3 separate regions of the Mus musculus genome follow, and regions 2 and 3 are each linked to region 1. A link is a contact called in public Hi-C and Micro-C data. All regions are on one chromosome and are shown on one strand. The core of a region is the stretch at or near the end of the contact, and the rest is flanking DNA. Distances in the headings are between cores, read along the strand shown. Region 1 holds the start of Adm (adrenomedullin). Region 2 overlaps Gm21123 (a long non-coding RNA gene). Region 3 has its middle 31 kb from the start of Gm21123.

What was found. Hi-C and Micro-C count contacts between places; a contact is called where the count stands out from the background.
Region 2: a contact with region 1 is called in a Hi-C map of uterus, with 2.2 times the contacts expected there. The contact joins the enhancer-like site here to the promoter of Adm in region 1. A contact is called at or near these places in 1 of 39 promoter capture datasets (macrophages), 4 of 484 Hi-C or Micro-C datasets (Sertoli cells, stem cell-derived neural progenitor cells and uterus), 1 of 115 datasets of contacts at active chromatin or transcription factors (heart atrium) and 1 of 9 other capture datasets (pancreatic islet).
Region 3: a contact with region 1 is called in a Micro-C map of muscle stem cells, with 4 times the contacts expected there. The contact joins the enhancer-like site here to the promoter of Adm in region 1. A contact is called at or near these places in 1 of 39 promoter capture datasets (macrophages), 1 of 15 datasets of contacts at CTCF or cohesin (the NIH/3T3 cell line), 2 of 484 Hi-C or Micro-C datasets (muscle stem cells and uterus), 4 of 115 datasets of contacts at active chromatin or transcription factors (embryonic stem cells, extraembryonic endoderm stem cells and heart atrium) and 1 of 9 other capture datasets (pancreatic islet).

Annotation. Positions count from the first base shown.
Region 1 is chr7:110,626,219-110,629,343 of GRCm38.p6, forward strand. It overlaps Adm (adrenomedullin), which reads left to right and starts at 1,439. Exons shown (of 4, transcript NM_009627.2): 1 at 1,439-1,603; 2 at 2,039-2,158; 3 at 2,307-2,456; 4 at 2,644-3,125. The coding sequence starts at 2,061. The coding sequence ends at 2,950. It overlaps Gm28863 (a long non-coding RNA gene), which reads right to left. Exons shown (of 3, transcript XR_003946665.1): 2 at 517-2,197; 3 at 1-280.
Region 2 is chr7:110,687,839-110,690,963 of GRCm38.p6, forward strand. Gm21123 (a long non-coding RNA gene) reads right to left here. Exons shown (of 4, transcript XR_140838.1): 4 at 2,325-3,125. Among named protein-coding and RNA genes, the nearest start is that of Gm21123, 10 kb to the right of the region's middle. Within about 2 kb of position 1,678, at least 136 of the 459 cell types and tissues checked have an H3K27ac peak or open chromatin away from gene starts, as enhancers often do. A contact at or near this core is called in heart atrium, stem cell-derived neural progenitor cells and uterus, where this site is marked.
Region 3 is chr7:110,667,075-110,670,199 of GRCm38.p6, forward strand. No RefSeq gene overlaps it. Among named protein-coding and RNA genes, the nearest start is that of Gm21123, 31 kb to the right of the region's middle. Within about 2 kb of position 1,422, at least 43 of the 459 cell types and tissues checked have an H3K27ac peak or open chromatin away from gene starts, as enhancers often do. A contact at or near this core is called in heart atrium and muscle stem cells, where this site is marked.

The DNA.
Region 1 (3,125 bases), core at 189-2,688:
GGTGACAAACGGGCTGAACCAGCAGTGCTTAGCATAGTCTGCGCTGTGAGCAAGGTCCGCGGGACAGGAATGCCTAGTCGGTTTTGCTCTTGGTCTAACACTTAGAGGCAGATAAGGTAGGACACTGGGAGATCTGCCGGGGTCGCCAGGAAGAGGACATGAGTTGTCTGTGTCCACATCACCAGGGCTGGGGGCTAGGAGCTGTCGTAGGTCATGTCTTTAGCTTCGGGACCTTCCGGGAGACCTGCATGCGGAGCTACGCCTGTCGCCCAGTTTGGCCCTAGAAGGGAAGAAAGTGAACTCACGGATCTGTGAAGAGCACCAGCCCGTGGCAAACGTGTTCGAACTGATTCATCGTGAATTAGCACATATCTCTGGGCTAGGCGGGGGCCGGCATTCTCCCCCCACCTGATGAGAATGGTGACCCCAGCCAGAAAACCGAGCCGCTGTGCCCCAGTCTTTTGAGTCCAGACTCTACAGCTTCCCACCTTTAGTGTGACTGGGCAATAGACTTACCCTTTCGGCACTTCACTTTAATTCAAGAGAACACCAGCTCGGGAGTGTAGAGATCAAAAGCGATTGGGATCTGGCTGGGATTTGTCAACTGTAAAGTGATTAACATATGTGAGGCATTAGTGTGCTCCCAGTCAGTCAATCCTCACGTTTATGATGGATGAATGAAGGCAGTCAGGTCAACTCGCAGGTCATAGCCTTATAAGGGATAATAGTATCACAAGGAAGAAAACAAAACTATCTCTCTTCCTAATTTTGGCTATTCCTGTATTTCCAAATAGGAATGTGAGTTCTGAATTTTCAGATAACTACCCTCTCCAAACCCCAATTTCCAATTCAGCTGTTCCCAGTTCTGCCCTTATTACGAAATCCGTACTGGCTAGTCTATCGAGAAACCCCTCAGTCCCAGTCACTGGAGACTGAGCCTCTCCCTTCCAGGTGTACCCTGCGGGCACAGATGGGGGTCGAGGCTCAGTCAGGTGCTAAGCCGGCAGGGGGCGCGGTCCATTTGAGGTCACAGCTCCCCAAGTCCGGGGTTTTGGTTATCCATGTGTCCCACCCGTCTCCCGGTTCTTGCAGCACTGTCCAGGAAGCTCAGATCAGCACTCTGGGTTGTACACATTATGGGCAAAGGATTCACCCCACCCGAGTTGTTCTGGTTCCCCTTCCCTTCTCACTGTTTGAACTCTATGCTGGGAAATTAGGGCAAGGGAAGTCCTGCTCCAGTCTAATCTCTCAGAGCGGATCTCTGAGATGTCTAGCCACAGGGGACCTCTTACCCCTACCCCCCATACCCACAGGCAAGCTGCAGGGCAGGTCTGGTTTTAGAAGCAAGCACGCTGGAGAGGGAGGACTCCAGGGCAAATCTGACCACGCCCACCGTCCGCCCCTGAGCGCTTATAAGACGCTGGAGCTGGTGCTCACTAGTCAGTGGTTTCTTGGTGACACTAGACAGAGCAACTCCAGCGTTACCGCTCCCGCTCCTGGTTTCTCGGCTTCTCATCGCAGTCAATCTTGGACTTTGGGGTTTTGCTACTGTCAGAAGGACTTCTTTCTGCTTCAAGTGCTTGACAACGCACCCCTTTATCAGGTAGGAACCGCTGGCCTCCAGCATGTTAGGGAGGGGGACGGCTTTGCCAAAGCCCCAAAACTTGCAGAGCTGGACAAGGGGGAACAACCCACTTTAGGGTATCCAATGTAGAGAACACCTCATTGCCCAGGTCTAGCTCATGCGCACAGCTGGAGCTCTCTTGAGATCCCCCCTCCTCCTTGGGCTGAGATCCTGGGACTTTAGTTGGAAACCTCTGGAAGCCTGGCACTTCTCAATGGCTTCCTTTGCCTTGCTTGTCACCCACCCGGCCAGCGCAAAAATCTCCGGTGTTTCTCTGCGCCAGTGGGGGAGATAAGCAGCTGAGCCAGGAAGAGCGCTGCCAAGCGGCTCCCCGTCCTGCCGCCACCCTTCGCGTGCTGACGGGATCGTGCTGCTGGCCCGGTTGCTCACACTCGGTGTCTTGTTCCTTTCCAGGGTATCAGAGCATCGCCACAGAATGAAGCTGGTTTCCATCACCCTGATGTTATTGGGTTCACTCGCTTTCCTAGGCGCGGACACTGCAGGGCCAGATACTCCTTCGCAGTTCCGAAAGAAGTGAGTTTGGGCCGTGCTTTCTTTCTTCACTTTGAATACCTGGCAATGAGAGAAAACTGAGAGATGGTCTGGAGGTGTTACAAAGGGAGTGGAGCTGGCTGGGACATCACTTGAACTTAGGCCAAACGCATCTGCTTGTGTTTTCTAGGTGGAATAAGTGGGCGCTAAGTCGTGGGAAGAGGGAACTACAAGCATCCAGCAGCTACCCTACGGGACTCGCTGATGAGACGACAGTTCCTACCCAGACTCTTGATCCATTCCTGGACGAGCAGAACACAACTGGCCCCCTACAAGCCAGGTAACTATGCTCTCTGCAGAGGATGTGCCCTCTCCACTACTCTGACCCTGGGGATTGTCCTGGCTGCACTGCAGCTGAGGCTCCGGCGGAGGGAACGGGTTCCAGGTCCCTCGGGTACTGCATGGCTCCGGTCCCAGGTGGTTGGGACCAAAGCCCCGGTTGATGAGGTGTCCTTCCTTCTTCACAGCAATCAGAGCGAAGCCCACATTCGTGTCAAACGCTACCGCCAGAGCATGAACCAGGGTTCCCGCAGCAATGGATGCCGCTTCGGGACCTGCACATTTCAGAAATTGGCCCACCAGATCTACCAGCTAACAGACAAAGACAAGGACGGCATGGCTCCCAGAAACAAGATCAGCCCTCAAGGCTATGGCCGCCGGCGCCGGCGTTCCCTGCTGGAGGTCCTCCGGTCCCGGACTGTGGAGTCCTCCCAGGAGCAGACACACACAGCCCCAGGCCCCTGGGCGCACATCTCCAGACTCTTTAGGATATAGGTGCGGGTGACAGCATTGAACAGTCGGGCGAGTATCCCGTTGGCGCCTGCGGAATCAGAGAACTTCGCACCGGGGCGGACTGAGACAATCCTGCAGAGATCTGCCTGGCTGCCCCTAGGGGAGGCAGAGGAACCCAAGACCAAGCCAGGCTCATGCCAGAAACCGAGACTTACAG
Region 2 (3,125 bases), core at 428-2,927, 62 kb after region 1:
ATTCTTAGTGAGTTTTAACGATCTCCTTAATGAGTATTTTGTTTCTAGGAGTTACATTGGGATTTTAATATACAGCATTGATAACTAAAATTTGACTGACAATTTTGTTTCCTTAATATGTCATGTTTAAAAAAAATACATCTTATTTATTTTGTGTTTTCTTTTATTGTGTTGGCCTTAATTTCCAGAGCAATATTAAGGAATAACGCCAAAACTAATATCCTTTTGAGTTACTGATTTTAATGAATAAACTATAATGTTTCTTTTATTTCTTTCTCATTGTATTTTAATTTTAAATAAGATACTACCACTCTTTATTATGCCAAGAGATACTGGGATATCTAAAACAAACAAACAAACAAACAAACAAACAAACAGAAATGGATGTGGGTTTTTAGCTAACATTTTTCAGATAGTGAATCTGATGGCTTGAATACTGATGATTGGTATAAACCTGTATGTGTATGTGTGCAGTCATGTGTGTGCATGTGTGTGTGAATACACATGAAGGCCAGAGGCCAGCCTTCAGTGTCATTCCTTAAGCACCATCCACATTGTAATATTTTTTGTATTGTTATTATATTATGTATACGAGTGTTTTGCCTACATGTATTCCTCTGTACCGTGTGTGTGCCTGGTGTCTGAGAGGCCAGAAGAGGGCATCAGATCTCCTGGCACTTGAGTTAGAAATTGTTGTGAGCTGCCATGTGGGTACTGGGAATCATAACTGGGTCCTGTGGAAGAATAGCCAGTACTTTTAACTGCTGAGCCGTCTCTCCAGCCCCCATCTTGGTTTTTGACACGGGTCTCTCCCTGAGAGCTAGAGCTTGCCAATTAGGCTAAGCTAGCTGGTTATGGGTTCAGGGATCTGTTTGCATCTACTGTCCTCTCCCTCCGTATGCTTAAATCAATCTGCTCTTTTGCATAGTTGTTGGAGTTCCAACTCTGCTCCTCAAATTTGTGAAGCAAGAACTTACCAGCTGAGCCATCCAGCATCTCCTCCCTCTTTTGACATAAGATCTCATGGATCCCAGGCTGGCCTTGAACTTTCTATGTAGTAGAAGATGCTCTTGAACTTGTGATCATCCTGCCTCCACCTCTCAAGTGTTGGCCTGTGCTACCATGTTGGGTGCACGCAATGGTGGGGATCAAACCCAGGGCTTTGTGCATGGTAGGCGACCACTGCATCAACTGAACCACACCCCCAGCCCAAGCTGTTTAATTTTAGTCACCAGAGGAAGCCCCAACGTCACTACCGTGGCTGCTTCTTTTCCACATGTTTTATTGACCTTGTAAGTGTTGTTTTTTTTCTCCCTGTGTTGCTTCCTGTGTGTGCGCTATTCCTGACAGGTCTTGTTATCAGAGTTTTGATGAGCTCATAAAATAAATGGAATAGCTCTTATTTTTTTTTTTTCTTTATTTCCTTCCCATTAAATTCCTCTCTGCTCTCCTGAACTAGAGAAGCTGGACGAGTGCAGACACGCTCCAGGACCTTCAGTTGGTTCCTGGCTTCCTTCTTGCCTCTCACAGTGTTGTCTCTGGCATTTATGCCTCCCCTTGGGTCTGGATTCGCTGCCTGCTCTCTGGCATCTTTGCTTCAACCTGAACTGTCCTCTGAGTGAACCCAGGGGAGGGGATTTCCTTGCAGATGGAGGCTCTCCCCCAAGCCCCGCCCACTTCCTGCAGGAGTTCTCCCAGCTGGGCTTCCGCCTCTGGCTCTCTGCAGCCCTGGCCTGCCCCCTGGCCACCGTGTGTGTCCTGGTCGTGGCTTCTCATAAGCTACAAACAGGACCCACTTCCCTAGGTTCGCCGTTCAGGGATGTATTGAAGAGTCAAGAAGTTCCTGAGAGCAGCCGATTTGAAGGAATTGTTGCAAGGATGCACTGGGCTTGTTCCGGCTGTTTCCATGGCTGCTTCCGAAGAGAAAGATCACAGGGTAGACTCAAAGCAGGACTCCACCTACAAGGGAAATAGGAATTGGATGTCTACCCGCAGAGTTTGAGGGTCTGGTGTAGCCTGACTGTGCAGTTCTGCAATTCTTTTTCTTGCTTTTTGAAACAATTTGTATTATCCAGCATTTCTGTCCAGCTCTCAGTGAACAAAACCGGATGCTGAGGCCTGAGCCACGCACTTTGGTTCCTTTCGTTGGCACTCTAGGAAACTTTCCTTGCCATCTCTCTTGATGCCATCTAAAGCTAAGGCCACAGCATCTACAGTCTGACTGATTCGGAGTCTGAATCCTTCACGTGTCACTAATTGTGTGACTTTGGTCACACTGACTTGGAGGATGGAAAATGAAAGATCAGGGTTAGATGGTCCTGGTTCCCCTGATAGACAATGGATGTTTACTAGTCTGTGAGCGAGCACATAGAGGCCTTATGCCTGGACAATAACAAAATATGCTCTAACCACAGCAGCTAGGACATATGAGAACATGAACAAAACTGCACGCTCCTATGGAGTCTACAGCAAGACAAGATTGTGTTACAAGGCACATGTCACAACCACCCCCAGGTCCCTTGGGGAAGGCCTTCTGGGGAGATGGATGCTTTGGCCTGGATAAAAGAGACTGGGCCAAGTAGTGTGTGTAAGTACTTGAGATTCCTAGGAGTTGAGCATCTACTCAAAAGGGAGAGAATTGGAGTCAGCAGGTCTTCAGGCTGATGTGAGCTTGGCTTAACTGGGCCTACTAAGAACCAGGGTCAGTGGTCAGGGTAGGCCTAGAGGTTATAGCCCATCTCTGTGAAGTGGGTTGGGGGCTGCCTTTAAGGATCCCGGGGGACTGGGTGGTTCTCTGGAAGATGAAATTGGTGGAGCATGTGACCTCAAGTCCATGAACTCCTCAAGTCACCCTCACCATGGAGAGGTGAGGGTGGGGTGTTGGGTAAAGAGTGAGAAGAAGTAAAGGAGACCCCCAAACTTGAGGCAGAGTACTCAGGCGATCTTTAGTCTTTAGGCTGGCATGAGGAGGCTGTAGAGAATGACCAGGGAGAGGGAGTAACTGGCAACGTTTTCAGGAATTATTAATGAATTAGCACAGCCTTGCAGAAGTCTCCTCCTGCCCAGGATTTAAATCGCAAGCTCCACCCCTCCTTTGCCTCTCTGCAGTTTTGCTCTCTTAGGCT
Region 3 (3,125 bases), core at 172-2,671, 41 kb after region 1:
GAGGCTACGTCCACACAGAAGCAGAGAGAGGTGGGGGTGAAGCTGTGGGTGTGTGTAGGAGACTCTGCTGCAGGAAAGTTAGAAAGACTGGAGAAGGAAGGGGGCGAGAAGGCAATGAATGGAGACAGGGGATTAACAATTTTTCTGATTTACTTAACTGAGAAATAATTTTGAATATACAACTTCCTCTTGGTATCCACAGGAGTTTAGGTCAAGATTCTCCCAGACAGATGTAAATCTTTGGATGGCCCTGACCTCTTTATTTACTAAATGTTTAGGCATAAAATGTAATGGGTTTCATCATGGCCTCTTCAAACATATCCCAGCCTTTTACATAAAATGCTTTAGCACTTGTGTAAAACAACCTTTTATGGACTTTTAATTTGAAGACATCGTTAGGTGTAAATATTACACAGGTAGTTGCTAGACTCTACTGCTTAGGGAATAAAACCAAGATTGTCTGTACATATTCAGTATACATGAAGTTAAAATTTTTCTTTCTTTCCTCCATTTGTTCTTCCTTCCCTCCCTCCCTCCCTCCCTCCCTCCCTCCCTCCCTCCCTTCTTTTCTTTTTTCTTTGTTTTCTTGGGGAGGCAGATCCTGCTAAGCCCAATCTCTTCTCACTTGAACTCACTGTGAAACCCTGGCTGCCTTCAACCCCACCCCCACCCCCAGCGTCCCAAGCTGGGGTTACAGATATGAGCCACCACGCCAATTTTTTTGTTTGTTTGTTGTCTTCCCTCAGTATTTCCCATCTGTATTCAGTTGACTTTGAATATATGAAACATGTGGGCATGGAGAGCAGACTGTCTTTATTATGTACAACACGATGTATTTGAATATGTATACTTTGTGGAACGGCTAAATAAGGTGAAATATATTATATACGTATGTATATATATATACTTTCTGTAGTGCTTAAAGGGTTAAAAAGTATATTCTGCTGGATAGTGGTGGCACAAAACTTTAATCCCAGCACTCAGGAGGCAGAGGCAGATGAATCTCTGTGAGTTTGAGGCTAGCCTGGTCTACAGTCCAAATCCCAGGACAGCTAGGGCTACACAGAGAAACTCTGTCTCAAACAACCAAATACACGCTACACCATTTCCTGAGGACTGTGTTGGGTAGCCTAGGAAAGCACTGTGGAGATGTTTGTACCACTTTGCTCGCTCTTTGTTAGTTCTGTCACATTACATGAGACCAGAGCACAGCCGTCACACACACACACACACACACACACACACACACACACACACACACACGCATGCACGCACACAGTAAAGACAGCACTCTTTAGCCTGCTTGGGAGACTCCTGAGTAATTGCTGATGTAATTGTTTTTTTTCAGAAACTGTAACAGGCTTCTGAGTTATGCATTTGCTCAGTTGGTCTTTGCCAAAAATGGCAGGTGCTTTGTGTCACTGCCTGTTGACAATGGCTGAGCCTCAAAGGCATAGCCGTTCCAGGGTAAAATGACTTGAGGACCAGAGGTCTGGAGGGGTCACACTAGGTGTCCCTGGTCTTCCAGACATTACTATTAGTAAACCGAGGAAATGACAGCCGGTTCAGAGTCCACTGTCCTCAGTGGCACACAAGTCCTAGGTGTTGTCATAGATGTTTTAATTAGGATGTCCAATTGGTTTGAATCAGAGGAATGCAATGTAAGGCTCAGGCAGGCAGGAGCCTCTGACTTACTCAGAGTTATTTGCCTGCGTCTTAGCACAAAGCCAGGCACAAGAGGACCCAAGGCCAAAAGCTTAGGAGACAGACAAGTCCATGTGATGACTCCCGAGTCCTCTCTTTCCTAATTCTTTACACTCCTTGGCACAGCTGCCTGCTCACCACAGGTGTCTCCTAAGAGCTTATGTCCCAGTGTTTCCTTCTCATCCTGGAAACGGAAGTTCACTTTGAAAGTGGCTCTATTGTTTGTCTGCTTTAGCCTCCAGCTGAACGGGAGCAGTTGGCTGCATACTTGGCCAGTCTGCTCACCGTGTGTTTTTGTGATCTGTGACACTTCCTTTCAGATCAAGTATGGTCTGGCATGACAGCAGGAGCCAGCAGACAGAGAGTAGCTAGGATCTACTTTCTACTGGTGTTGTTTGCATTATGATGTCCACAGAACCCCACTTTTCTCTGTCCAGAAAGAAAGCACATGGAACAAAGTGTAGGTGAGTAAGACTGGACCTGAAGATATTTGGATTTGGATCTAGAGAGATGGCTCAGTGGTTTAGAGCCTGTGCTGTGTTGCTTTTGCTGGGGATCTCTGTTCAGTTCCTAGCTTCCATGTCAGAAGGCCATAACTGCCTGTAACTCCAGCTTCAAGGGGTTTAATGTCGGTTTCTAGACCTCTCTCCAGACACCTGCGTGAACTTGCACATATTCCTCCCCCCACCCCGCTCCGGTTAAAAGTTGTATAAATTAAAAATAAGATTTTTGGATCCCCTTGATGGAGAAAGTGAAACAAAATAACCCTTTTATTTATAACTTGTAAGCTGTTTTGTCTCCTAAAAGAGGAAGCGTCTAAAGAAGTGCTTCCTGTAGGAATACTATTCTTTATTATTAAAAATCATGAGTAAATAAAAGCATGACATATCAAAATTAACCATACTCGAGTCTATAAACGTAATGAACTGTTTTTATACAGTTATGGTTGGCGTTACAAAAGGAAGCTCTGGAGCTCTGCATTAGACTTTACACTTTTAGCATGAAATATATTTTATGCACATATTCACCATCCAAACCAAAATGTCCATGCATATTAGATTAAAAAACCTTTGATTTCCTTCTTCTTGAAGCAGGGTCTCACAGTCTAGCCTTGGTTGGCTTGGAACTTGTTTGGTAGACCAGGCTGGCCTTGAATTCACAGGGATATGCCTACCTCTACCTCCTGAGTTTGGCATTAAAGGCATACCCCACCATGCTCCTCGATTTGTTTTGATTTTTGATTTTTAAAGGCAACCCATGAACTCCTAACCTTCCTGCTTCTACTTCCCAAGTGCTGGGATTACAGGTGTGAACGAACCTATACCCAATGTTTTTCCTGCTGTGGGTTGAATCCAGGACTCTGTTCTGGGCAAACACTATACTGGCTGTGTTCCAGTTTCAGCCATAAGAAAAACAAAAAG